2 separate regions of the Ovis aries genome follow, and region 1 is linked to region 2. The links are chromatin contacts, called in public Hi-C maps. All regions are on one chromosome and are shown on one strand. The core of a region is the stretch at or near the end of the contact, and the rest is flanking DNA. Distances in the headings are between cores, read along the strand shown.

What was found. A called contact is a pair of places that touch in the nucleus more often than the background predicts.
Region 1: a contact with region 2 is called in a Hi-C map of hypothalamus, with 6 times the contacts expected there. The contact joins the promoter of CSNK1A1 here to the enhancer-like site in region 2. A contact is called at or near these places in 14 of 16 Hi-C or Micro-C datasets (blood, hypothalamus, liver and 6 more).

Annotation. Positions count from the first base shown.
Region 1 is chr5:58,678,459-58,682,571 of ARS-UI_Ramb_v3.0, forward strand. CSNK1A1 (casein kinase 1 alpha 1) reads right to left here and starts at 2,651. Exons shown (of 11, transcript XR_009600700.1): 1 at 2,063-2,651; 2 at 1,342-1,448.
Region 2 is chr5:58,600,647-58,604,525 of ARS-UI_Ramb_v3.0, forward strand. No RefSeq gene overlaps it. Among named protein-coding and RNA genes, the nearest start is that of MIR143, 14 kb to the left of the region's middle. Within about 2 kb of position 2,280, at least 31 of the 54 cell types and tissues checked have an H3K27ac peak or open chromatin away from gene starts, as enhancers often do. A contact at or near this core is called in hypothalamus and liver, where this site is marked.

The sequences.
Region 1 (4,113 bases), core at 1,401-3,900, 78 kb after region 2:
TGTATCATTCAATTTCTCCATTAAAAATGTTTATGACCATTGAAAATTTTTTTAAGGATAGTGTCTCTCTGGTTTTTACATCAGAATTAATGTATATAATCCAGTTAATTAAAGATTTGAAGAATAAAAGCTAGGATAGTAAAAGAGGCTACAGTAAATACCATTCCAGTTATATATATGGATCCACTGTATCTGGATCTTTTTGCAAACGTTATTATATAATTGTTGGAAAAGGGCTGGGTCTTAAACAGTGTTTTAGTCTCTATCCTAGGAAGATATTCTTTAATCTTAAAAGTCGAACTTTTCTAAAATCCTTTAATAATTTAAAAGGACCCAATGTCTTCATCTGATCATCATCTATCCTTATTACTATTTGCCTTCACCAATATCCCATCTCCAAAAAAAGCTACAATTTCCCAGATGTGAGGAGTTACTGACCAAGTAACTCAACAGGTTAAAGTTACTTGTCAAACTGCAGTTACATGATTAAGCTTCCTTTTAATACAACTGAGTCAATTTCAACATAGTGTTGCTCAAGCTGCCTTTGTCATTTCCCACAAAATTTCGTACACAGACTGAAATGCAACAAACATTACCATTCTTTACAGGGTTAATTAACACTTCTGGAAAGGACTATGGGAGATTTTGCATAGTAAACTTAATTTCACATCTCATCTGCTGCAGAGATCACAAACAGGCTGTCACTATGCCATCTCTTTCCTTGAACCTCACCACTTCCTGCGGCTTTATTCTAGGCTTTTCAAAGGTTTAATCAACTCGGAGCTGCCAAAGACGGAATCCAGGAAGCATAACTTATGAACCCAAGCAGTGAAAAGGGCAGGAATATGTGCTTGAGTCACGTCGTTCCGCCATTTTCTAAGCGGAGGAGGAAGACATGTTGGAACAAAAACACAACAAAAGAGCAGCCATTTCCCAAGCCAGCTCCAATAGCAACCCGAACTGGCCCAGCCCGGTCACTTCGGCACCCTCAAATCCACTTCGCTGGACAAACCTAAGGGAACAGCTGAGGTGAAAGAAAGCAGTAGGCAACCCTTCCGCGTTGGGATCAAAGATGGCCCGCATACTTTTCACTGCAAATGAAAGAAAGCCTCGGGAAGAATGACCGAAGCTAAACGGAGCAGAGTGTTAACAAACTGAAATCCTAAACTAAGTTGGCAAACTAAAATCTACTGTGATTGTGGTGACTTACGCTTCACCGGAAACCCAGGTAACGCAAATGCCAAGAGCCGGATTCAGCTGGTCCCATTGCCTGCCTCTTACACATTTTCTCCCATTCTGTACTTTCCTCAGAAGATCGCCTGTTTGCTCAAGGATTCTTACCGTATGTGGGGGATGCCAACCCCACCTTGAAGAATCTTATAGAGTTTGCTCTCGTACAGCAACTGGGGATGCCTGGCCTTCTGGGATTCTAGCTTCACTGCCACCTCCTGCAGGGGAAAGAGGGGATGATGGCATCAACATCCTTATGGATTCAATGTCACTTGGCAAAAGAGGGGGAAACGTGCACATCTCCAACTCTCGGCTAGAAGGTGGTGAGAGGCTGGGAAGAGAAAGATCTCTGTAATTATAAAACGAGGCAACCAGCCTCAAAGGCCTCTTCAGGGGGCAGTGACGAAAGCGGCACGTCCTCTAAAGTATAAGAAAATGATTCATCCAGAAAACGTAATGAGGGTTATAAAGAAACCAGGCGATCGGTAGCTGGCCTAATGGGAACAAGAACCCCAGTCAACTAAAAATATAGGAAGAAAACGAGGGGACCCCAGAAATAGGATTTTTCCGTTCTCACCTTAAACAACGGTTTTTTAAAAGTTCGATTAAGGTGTATTTTTAACAAGCTAGGAAACTTCCTAGTACACCCAACCTTTCTCTCGGGTTCTTTCCTTTTAGGGAAAGAGAGCGGGGGAGGTTCCTAAGACAGGAAAACTGGCTCCCTCTGGACTTCCCAGTGCGTGAGTGCGGTGGGAAAAGGCCCGAGCAGTTCGCGGGGCGGGGGAGTGAGGACAGGCGCAGCGTAGTCGTGAACCCCACCCCAGGTGATTACCTCGCCGTTGGTGATGTTGATCGCCAAATAAATGTCCCCGAAGGAGCCAGACCCGATCTTCCGTACCAGTTTATACTTCCCTCCGACAATGAATTCGGCCTTGGAGCCGCTGCTGCTCGCCATCCTGAGAGACGAAGATGGAGGCTGGGGCTAAGCCCCGACACCTCTAAGGGGAGGATGGAGGCCTCTAGGGCTCGACCACGGAAAGGCTGTGGAGAGCGGCAGGCAACAGAAAACGATGGCTCTTTTTCGGCGTTACAGGGCCCAGAATCGGCCAAGGGGAACCTGATCACCGCTGCTGTCAGGTTTTTTGGCCAGGCCGCAGATTGTTGAAGGAGTTCTCGCGGTTACTAGGCTGAGCCACTTGTTTCTGGCGGCCGCCGCTGCCTCGCTTTCCCGGCGACGCCGCGGGCTGGAAAAGGAGAGCGGTGAAGCTAGGGCGGCGATACCGCTGCCACCACTGCCGCCGGCTCCCGCCCGGAGGGACCCCTGTCACTCCGCCGACGCCGCCATCTTGTTACTCCGGCTCCAACCAACACAAAATGCCCCCAGTCCCCGGGAGCCGCTTCTTCACAGCGCAGAGCACTGTGGGAAAGGGATCGCGAGCGCTAGCCCCGGAGGGTCGACAGCAAGAAGGAGGGCGGAACCGGATCCGTGAGAGTCGCGGCCCACGCTCTGAACGTCACTCCGTCACCGCCCAATTGCGCACGCGTACTGCCACCCTGCTTACTGCGCAAGCGTACCGTGGTCTCTTCTAATCCCCGCCCGGGGCCCATTTCCACTTCCGGTCGTCGACTGTTGCAGTGTGAGCTACCTGTTAGTCACGTCAGACCCGCCTGGTTTCTGAAAGGCTTCGCGGCCCCAGGCCTAGAGAGCATATTAGGGAGGAGTCACCTTCATTTTTCTTGGAAGATGGTGCGTCAGGCCTTAAGAGTTGGGTATTGACCTTTGCTCTTTGTTTGAGGCGCTTTTTAACCTTTTGATCTTTACTGGGGCTACTCCCCCCAACCGGCCCATTCCAGTTCAGTATCTCTTTTGAAAGAGGCTATCGCCTCTGGTGGAAAGAAAGAGAAAAGCAGGCCTGTACGGGCTGGATTAGTTCAGGGCTCGGTGTTTTAGCAGTCTAGCTGAGGAGTCTTACTAGAATTCTGCGCTTCAGGGAGTGTTGGATTCCCTATTTTAACAGAGAGGAAAAGAGGGAAAGCAGGAATTAACCCTGCCCCTCTAAGTCTTTGTGTTGTTTACCCACTGATACTTGATACCCAAGGCAGGGGAGAAATCCGAGTAATGTTAGTGGCCAATATATAGTCAATAGAAAATAAGATTTAGAGCCGTGAAAAAACTTGCACATACAAAAGTTACCCTCTTCACAACCCCCACCCCGACAAAGAAACGTGGAAAAATCGTGTCTTGGTCTTGTTGAAAACTGCAGTCTTGACCCAAAAACATTCGGTAGAAAGAACTTCATTATAGAACTATGTTTAAAACTTTACACAATAAATTTTTTTTTTGACTAAAAATTGGTCAGAGAATCAAATCTTGAGCACAATTTCGTTTAGAAAAATTTGAACTGGGAAAATTGGGCTTGGTAGTAATGATAATCTGAAAAGAAAGCTGCATGATGGTGTTTCATTTGCAATATGAATCAAGCCCTGATGGATGAGTGAATCAAAGCCTCGGTTGTGAAAACTTACATAGAAAATCCATCCCAAATAAGATAATTTTTGTAAAACCTGACAAAAATGTAGACTTAGTTGTAGCCTCAATAGCTGATCAAGTAGTAATGGGGTTCATCCTGGAAGATATCTTAAGTGGAATTCCTACATGGTACTTTATTTCTGGCTTAAATATTTGTATTCATAAAGCTCTGACCTAAATGTCTTGAATTTGATAACGGAGAAAACACTAAGGTTTAACGTGACGTTTTCGCGCTAACAAAACCCAAGCCGCCTGACTCCCAAATCAGCACTGTTGGACAGCCTCCTTTGGTGATTCTAAGTGTGTCTGGCCTACTTTAAATTCTCTGCTGTCAGGATTCTGGTGTTTGTTTG
Region 2 (3,879 bases), core at 1,030-3,529:
TGCCCATTGTACAGATGTGGAAGCTGAGGCTCAGCGTGGCTAAACTCATTGCCCAGAGTCACACAGAGTCTGGAATTGTGCCTGGACTGAGATTCCCAGGCCAGATCTCTCCAGTGCTGCATCAGTTCAAGCTCATGTCGGAAACTTGTTTCAGGACCTAAAGTTGACCTGTTGGATCTTGTTGAGACCTGTGACAGAGGCGTTCCTGTTCACTACAGAACCATTCCTGCAGCCTCCTTGGCACACTCAGCCACAGCGCCAGGCACCTGAGACTCGTCAGAGCCTTACTGTCCACTGCCGAGGCCCTGGGGCTGAGCCTGAAGAGAAGGCAGAATGGAAGAGCCTTTGGGCCCAGAAGAAGGAGTGTGGGAAAAGGGAGCAGGAAGCCAATGTGCTTACAAGGCAGGAGCAGACAAACCCAACAGTCTAGGACAGCACGTCATGGGCTTGGGTGGAATCCTGGATATAACTTTGATCAAATCACTTAGTATCTCTCGGCCTCAGTTCTCTCATCTGGAAAATGGATATTATAATTGCATCACCTTAGGGAATTCCCTGGTAGTCCAGTGGTTAGGACTCTGTGCTGTCACTGTCAAGGGCCCGGGTTCAATTCCTGGTGGGGGAACTAAGATCCCACAAGCGGTGCAGCCAAAATATAAATAAGTAAATAAAATAATACTATCATCTTAGAAAGCAGTGCTAAGGACAATGAGCAATTCTTGTAATGCATACAGCACAATGCCTGGACATAATACATGCTGGCTAAAAGCTTCTTATTATTACTAACAGGAGTGAATTGGTTTGCCCCAATCAGTTACGTTCCTTCCGGTGAACATTTACTGAGAGGCCACACTGTGCCAGGCCCTCGGCTAAGCACTGGGGACATAGCAATAAAGTGGACGCAGCTCCTGCTCACTTAGATCACAAAACATCAGGGGAAGCCAGCCCAAAAGGAAACTAACCATTCCTATAAACCTGCGGTGGGAAGGAATAATGGCTGGGGTGGCGTTAGGCAGGACTGGTGGAGCCTTGAAGGCCCAGGGCGGGTTTCACAGCAGAAGAGTGGCTGACCCAGTCATCTCACTTAGAAATGAGATCTTAGACCCTACGGCCCCACAGGGCCCCTGGGCCATCATGGAGGCAGGCATAATGGGGGAAGGGACAGAACAGGAGGGAGGTCACAGAGGCCTATCCTTGAGGTGGAGACAATCTGGGTTCAAGGGACAGTGGCTGGGTGGACTGGGTGAGGCCGCCCGGAGAGGTCAGGAAGGAGAAGTTCAGTCCTGGAGAAGGTGGACGGGGAGGAATCCATTTAGCCTCCGGCAACAGCAGAGTGAATGGGCCTATTTGGGGAGTGGGGCTGATCACTGGTTGGTACCTCAGGTGGTTTTGCTTTCTTTCTGCTTCTCTGTGCTTCCCCTTTTTCTGCACTGAGCAACTAGTAAAGAAGGGAGTGGGCTATCTCTGGGAGCCCCAGGCTGGGAACCAGGTGGCCCTGTCTCACCGGAGGGACACGCCCAGGGCAGCCCGTGAGAGCAAACGAGCCCCCCTGGGGAGCTTCTGGGTCTGGTGGGAGAGGCTTGAACACCTGCAGGGGCCTTTGGCAACTCAGCCTCTGGTGTCTCCCTCTACCCCGAGGGATAATGACTCTATAGCAGAGGCAGTGGGTGGGGTGGACGCGCCTAGGTTCCCCCTCCCCCAACACACACACACACACATACCCTTAGGCTCCCGGGTGTGTCTGTGTCAGCAACATTGTGCACCCGGGCGTGGGCCGCCAGCTCAGCAAAGTCGCCGTAGGACTGGCCTGGGCACCCGGCAGAGGCAGGCTGGGTTCTGCTCCTCACCGCCCACTTCCCCAGTCTGGCCCCGTTGCTCCAATTAGTAGGGCAGCCCAGTGAGCTGAGAAAGGTTCATGCTGAGCAGGAAAAGGCCAGGACTCGCCCGCCTCCCCGTATCCATGAAGCTACGGGAGGGCAAGCCTTGGGCACTTGATAGTCTGCATTCTGCGTGAGCAACCAGCTCACTGGGTTCCCCGACCTGGGCCTCAGTTTCCCCTTCGACCAGTGAGCCAATGTATACATTCATTTTCTCTTCCTGGCATCCAGCGAGTGTCAGACCTGCAATAAGCATCGAAGAGACAATAAACTCGGATCCTAGGCCTTGGAAAGCGTCCCCCTGAGCCCTGTGTGGCAGCAAAGCGGGTGGGGTGCGGTGCGAGGCCGGCTTCCCTCTGCGTCCGCAGGCGACGGACGCCCAGAAGAGGGCGGCAGAGAGCGGGATCCCAGCGCAAGGGAGCCGTGACCTCGTCAGTCCACGAAGGCGGAGGCCTGGGGATTTTCAGCCTCACTGCTGTCAGGAAAAAGTTTCACAAGGGCCTCTGGCGCAGCGGCATTCTCTTGGATCTCGGCCCTGGGGCGGCCCACCTCTCATCACTCTCCTACCCGCGGAGGGGCAGAGCAGCCTTGGGGCTGGGGCGGGGCGGTGCAGGGGCAAGGGCGAGGTGGGGATGCCCCAGCCGTGATCAGCTTGCGGAAGGAGGCCACAAGGGCAGAGGAAGGGGGGGTGGGGCGGGGGTGGGGATGGGGGCGGGGAGGCTGCCGGGACAGTCTGTGGGGAAGGGTCACAGGGTCGGGTAGGGGGCTGGTCCTAGAAGCAGCTCACACCCAGCACTTTCTTTGTCTGTGAACCAATCCAGAAAACTAGGTTTTCTGAAGATCACGCTGATGCTGTGATGGGGAGGGACTTAACCCACACACACTCAGCATACACTCCTGTTCTCCCATCAGCATGCTCTCAACACACTAACATGCATTTCCACCCACATCACACCCAACTGATACACACATAGACATTCATATCGCACCAACACACACATTCATGATCACACGCACGTTCACACAAACACCCTTGCACACACGAATCCACATCCAGTTTCACCCAACTTTCTTCATACTCACACTTGTGTACACGCATAATTCACATACATTCATACTCTCAAGCACATACAAGCACACACCCATTTTTTTCACCCACCTCTCACAAGCACTCACACACACAACTTGTACACATATACACTCACACACACTCACACATTCACACACCGGAGGGCCTTTCCCAAGAAAAGCCAGTGGAGTCAGGGGGCTGTCTGCCAGCTCTGGTCCCTCATGTTGGGTTCCAGGGTTAATCCCAGCTCTCAGAATACTGTGAGCCATTGCCTCCCACCCACTTTCAAAAGGGATTTGAGATGATTTAGAAGGTTAAATCCTAAATAAAACAGGATAATGAAAAAGAAACACAAGAGGGTAGAAGCATTAAAAGTGTAACACTTGTTTCTCCAGACCTGGGCCTTCTAACCTTGTAAGGACCCAGTGATCTGTGATTTCAGAGCCCCAGGGCCAGCCTCATGATCTCCTGACCATCCCTCTGCACTCGCCTTCCCATCCACTGCCAGTCAGCCTCTTGAGCTGAACCCTTGACCTTGGCCTCTCTCTCCCACCAGCTGAGTTCCCAGCCACTGAAAAGCAAAATTCCTCTCCTCATCGTCCTAGAGTCTCAATTCTCAAGCTCCATTCATTTGACCTGTGGTCTTGACCTTTTCCACCACCACCTCTCAAAAAGGCCCTCATTCAAACAAAACACCCAGTAACACATCCTGATATTTTAAAGTTGCTCAAGTGGGCATTTCAGTCAGCTATCGCTGTGTAGCAAACTGACTCAAAACTTAATGACTTAAAGCAGCAATTGGAGGGCGTCTCCTGGCGGTCCAGTGGTTAGGACTTGGCCGTTACACAGCAGGGGGCACGGGCTTGATCCCTGGTCAGGGGACTAAGTTCCCGCATGCTTCGTGGCAACAAAAAGCAGCAAGTTTTCTTTCTC